Regions from separate parts of the Gossypium hirsutum genome. Here region 1 is linked to region 2. A link is a contact called in public Hi-C data. All regions are on one chromosome and are shown on one strand. The core of a region is the stretch at or near the end of the contact, and the rest is flanking DNA. Distances in the headings are between cores, read along the strand shown.

What was found. A called contact is a pair of places that touch in the nucleus more often than the background predicts.
Region 1: a Hi-C map of leaf shows a contact between it and region 2, with 2.3 times the contacts expected there. The contact joins the promoter of LOC107922128 here to the enhancer-like site in region 2. A contact is called at or near these places in 8 of 34 Hi-C or Micro-C datasets (anther, hypocotyl, leaf and 1 more).

What each region holds. Positions count from the first base shown.
Region 1 is chrD01:47,923,451-47,926,150 of Gossypium_hirsutum_v2.1, forward strand. LOC107922128 (auxin efflux carrier component 4-like) reads left to right here and starts at 1,301. Exons shown (of 6, transcript NM_001327195.1): 1 at 1,301-2,558; 2 at 2,645-2,700. The coding sequence starts at 1,301.
Region 2 is chrD01:47,802,558-47,805,257 of Gossypium_hirsutum_v2.1, forward strand. No RefSeq gene overlaps it. Among protein-coding and RNA genes, the nearest start is that of LOC121214181, 31 kb to the right of the region's middle. Within about 2 kb of position 1,439, at least 2 of the 9 cell types and tissues checked have an H3K27ac peak or open chromatin away from gene starts, as enhancers often do. A contact at or near this core is called in leaf, where this site is marked.

The DNA of each region.
Region 1 (2,700 bases), core at 51-2,550, 120 kb after region 2:
TTAAAAGATTTTACTATCTAAAGTGAGATATATAATTTAATATTGATTTTTTGGTAATACAGTTAACTTAGGAGGGCTTGCTTTTCAGCAATTTATTCTAGGGTTTTTTCAAAGATTCCATCTAACAAGAATTTTATTTTATTTATTTTTACCAATTCCTCATAGATTGTGAAAGAATATTAGAGATAATTTTCCTAGTAAAAAACTTTAGATTATTAAATTTATTAGGCTTTAATGTCCAGGGGAATTGTTTTATATTTTGAAAATTTAATATTATAATATCAATATTGATGGTTCGAGCTATGATGTCTCTACGTACCTCTATTATTATTCACAAGTCTCGTATTAACATTTATTTCGAGTTTTGCAGTCACTTATCTTTATTGATCGAAGTATTTCTCCGTCAACTGTACATGGCTTTCTGTAGAGGCTAGAGATAAAATCTCGATATAAGGACAATACTTTCAATTGTTGAGGTCGAAGTCGACTTCCCAGAAGATGAAACTTCTCCTAAAAGGATCGATTCCTTGTCAACAATAATTTAAGATATTTATGGTATTTTAATTTTTTTTCTGTTTTTAAAGAATATAATATGTTAAATTAGTGGGATTTAAGTAAGGAAGAATACTAAATTTAAAATATATTTCAAAGGTTGATTATACATTTTTAATATATGATGGATAAAAAAATCATATATAAAAATATTTTAATTAATGATTTATATATTAAATTAAAAAAGTAATAAAATGGTGGAATGTTAATAAAAATAAATTATATTGATTAATTAGTGCAGTTTTAGATTAAAAAGAAAATGAGGGCCGTCCACGTCATGGAAAAAGCCAATGGCACATTAGAAGAGCCACCTGTACATTATTATTATTACTATTATTATTATTATTATTATTATTATTAACCAAATTCTGTAGTTAAGTTAACCAGAAGAGGCGGTGAATTGTTAACCCAAGTTTCATAGTTGAGTGTCCTATCATCCTCTGCTTATCTCCCTACTCCTGTATTATTTTCACTCTTTACCTTCTTCCCTTCCCTTATATAATTCCCTCTCTCTAAATTAAAAGTTGCATATCTTTTAAATTATACGCTGGCTTCTCATTTTCTCTCTTTCCTCACTTCCTTACTTTGATTACCCTTTTTATATATCACAAAAATTTTGCAGTCTTTCTTTCAGACGCAAGCAGCAGGCACCTGTCCTAGAAACAGAGATCTTCTCAAGTTAGTTAAATAACGGTTTTTGCTATCCCCATTTTGCCCTTTCATTCTTCTTCTTCTCCTTCATCGGAAGATGATTAGTTGGAACGATCTTTACACCGTTTTAACGGCGGTGATCCCACTGTACGTTGCTATGATCTTGGCTTACGGCTCCGTCCGTTGGTGGAAAATATTCACCCCCGACCAGTGCTCGGGTATCAACCGCTTTGTCGCCATATTTGCCGTTCCTCTCTTGTCTTTCCACTTCATTTCCACCAATGACCCTTATGCCATGAACTTCAGGTTCGTAGCAGCCGACACCCTTCAAAAGCTCATCATGCTCTTCGTTCTTGGATTGTGGACTAATTTAACAAGGAACGGAAGCCTAGAATGGATGATCACCATTTTCTCTTTATCTACTCTCCCCAACACTCTAGTCATGGGCATTCCTCTTTTAATCGCTATGTACGGTCCCTACTCCGGGATGCTCATGGTCCAAGTCGTGGTTCTCCAGTGTATCATTTGGTACACCCTTCTTCTTTTCCTTTTTGAGTACCGCGGTGCCAAAATCCTCATCATGGAGCAGTTTCCCGAAACTGCAGCTTCCATTGTTTCTTTCAAAGTTGATTCCGATGTGGTTTCACTTGACGGCCGCGACTTCCTCGAAACCGACGCTGAAATCGGGGAAGACGGCAAGCTACACGTTAAGGTCAGGAAATCTAATGCTTCCAGGAGGTCTTTGGGGCCTTGTTCCCTTCCTGCATTGACTCCCAGGCCTTCCAACCTCACCGGAGCTGAAATCTACAGTTTGAGCTCTTCAAGGAACCCCACGCCAAGAGGTTCCAATTTCAACAACTCCGACTTTTACTCCATGATGGGTGTTCAAGGATTTCCTGCAAGACACTCCAATTTCGGTCCAGCTGATTTATACTCTGTTCAATCCTCTAGAGGACCTACTCCAAGGCCATCCAATTTTGAAGAAAACAATACAGTAATGTCTCCACGATTTGGATTTTATCCAGCACAGACTGTTCCTTCATCCTACCCTGCTCCAAACCCTGAATTCTCATCCGTCACGAAGAACGCTAAAGCTACCCAACAACAACAGCAGCAGCCAGTTCAACCACAGCAGCAGCCTAAGGAGAAGGAGAATAATAAAGAGAATCATGATGCCAAGGAATTGCACATGTTTGTGTGGAGTTCAAGTGCCTCGCCGGTTTCAGAAGGCGGAGGTCTCCATGTCTTTGGTGGTACAGATTTCGGAGCGTCCGAGCAATCTGGACGGTCTGAGCAGGGTGCTAAAGAGATAAGGATGTTGGTCGCAGATCACCCTCAAAACGGGGAAAACAAAGGTACAATAAATTTATTAGTAAACTAGATTATTCTGCTCGGTTAGGAGTTACTGGAATTTTTTAATAATAGATTGTAGCTTGTGAAGGCATGACAGGCAGTGGTGACGTTAATGGAGAGGACTTTAGCTTTGCTGGAAGAGAT
Region 2 (2,700 bases), core at 189-2,688:
ATAAAAAAATAAATTGATAATGTTCATTTGAATGAATTAACATAATTAAAACTACATATAATTTGTATTATTAATTATTAACTTTGGTTAATTCGATTAATTACTTGATTTTGAACTGAATTAACCGATAATTGAACTTCAAAAAAATCATTAACTGACCTCCGACCAATTTAGATCAACTTATAAACTGATTAACCGAATGAGATCCGTCCAGTTGATTAATTCGCTTTTAACTAAAATTTAAACACTCCTAACTATAGCTTCACTTACCTGGTCTAAGGTGTCCTGATTGGACCGCATGCGATGTCAACATAAATTCTTAGGCAATTAGGGTTTGGAACTGTTTTTTTTTTAAAAAAAAGAGAAGGGTTTAGAACTATTTTACTAAACCTAAATAAAGTACATCGGCTTAGGCTTTTTGAAAGTTTAAAGGGACACGTTATAACAAACTCTAAAGTACAAGGCTCTTTCTTACCATTCTCCCTTAAAATTTTAAAGATTTGTAATTGAAATAAGTTAGATTTATTTAAATTTGGCTTCAATTATAATGAAATTATATTTTTATTTCTAATTTCATTTATTTTAGTTCTTTGAAATTTTAGTATGGAGTGACGTTAATATCACTTATGGTTGTTTTCTTAAATAAAATAATAAATTGAAATTTATTTAAAATAAAATAAAATTTATTTAAAAATTAAAATATATAGTTTTTAAATAAAATTACCTTCTTAAAGCTCAAATCAACTCTTTTTTTTCATGGAGTTCTCCTTTTCTATTTCAAAAGCTAAAATTAAATGTTAAAAACTAAATGCTTTTTTGAAAAGAAACCAAATAAGCTTTTTAATAATGCCTTTTTTTTTAATTTGTTGAGACAGTTAAATATAGAAGCTAAACTAAAAAGACCTCTCATCTCGAAACTTATCTTGAGACATAAAAGATATAATCTCCGAACATAAATTCTAAAGTCTCAATATATAACCACATCAAGATAAAAATACTAAATGCTAAAATCAAAAGAAGACTCGTCTCAAGACATGGAACTGTTTGTTTCAAGACAATGTTGAATTTTGATAATAATAGTTTAGATTCAAATTTTAATTATGTTGTGCAATTTCTAAATGTATATAGTATGTTTAAAGTGCATGCATTTAGCTTATTTATGTGATTGGTTGAGGTTGTATGGAAATTTAATTACTTGAATGCATACTTGAAATTGATTCAGGATCCGGTCGAGTGTGGAAAGTAATATTTAGTGCTTTAATATATATATATATATACTTTTTAATTTAGAGCCTAATTAAGCTTGCCGCCCAATTTATCTTTGTTTTAATTTTGAGCCCGTTTTAATTTGCAGCCTATTTCTATTTTACAAAAAATGAGTCGAAGTTATATTTGCCAGTCCAATTGTTTTTAAGCCCAAGCCCATTGCATATTCATCTTTCAATTGGTAGCTAAGGTTTCTGACCCCTAGCCACCGCGCCACCACCACAGGAGCCACCAGTGTGAACACCAACGAACATCGGTGTGAACACACGCACACGAGTATAATTTTCTTTTCAACCATTCCCATTCACATTCACGAATCAGCAAACTATTATCAACCAAAGCAGTTACAACAACACAATAACAGAACCGCAAATAAAAAATGAGATTAATTTGAACAATCATGCATCATTAAGAGACCAAAGGAGATTATGAATTAGTATAAGAATCCTGTAAAAACAAGAGAAATGGATGGGGTCAATTGGTATTAGTAGACCATAATGAAAAAGAATGAAAAGGAGGATAATCGTAGAGCGAGTCGATAATAGACAAAAGTTATAAAAAAAATAATAAAGAACACCAGAGAGAACAACAAAAAAAAAAGAGAGATTTTTGAAGGCGACTGTCGTTTCCTCTCTCTCTTTTTCCCATTCTTTCCATTTTCTTCTCCAACTTATTTAGATCGTTGCATGCATGTTGAAGGAGGAAATCTGGATCTCTTTGGTTCTATTTTGTTTTGTTCCTTTTTGTTTTTCCTTTCTCCATTTCTTTATTTTTTTTATTTGAAAGAAAATATGTTTAGAAAAGAAATAAGATGGAGAATGCCTTAACCTAAAAATCGAAAAGGATTTTCAAATTTTTTAAAGGATATAGAGAAATTCGAATATGAAAAAAAAATTGAAAAAGTTTTTGTTTTATTTGGAATAATAAAATATTTTTTAAAAGGATCAAGGGTGGTTGTGTATACCGGCCACTATGAGAGTGATGCAGAAGAGAAGAAGAATATTCACAAAATAGGGTAGAGAAAAGAGAATAGAGGTTGAGGGAAAAGAAAATAGATTGAGGAAATGGTACTGAATTTTCTTAACCAACCATCAACACTAGTTGGTGCTAAAAAGGAGAAATAACGGCTATGACAACTAGCACCTATTATCATTGAGGCAAAACGCCTCATTTCACTAAACTGAATCCTCCTCCCCAAAATGTAACGTATTCATTAACTATAACAACCACAAAAAGCATTGTTGTTACAAGAAATTTAAGCTACATAATTAAAAATTAAAAGGTAATTATCCCCACGCCCATCCCATAATTGTATATTGAATCCCTGCTACCTTTTTATACCATAACAAATACCCCTATCCTCAAGCAGGTCCTTGTCCTCAAGGATCAAAAGTAGGATATTGCTGCTAGAAGTTTATCCAAGTTTCCCAGTTG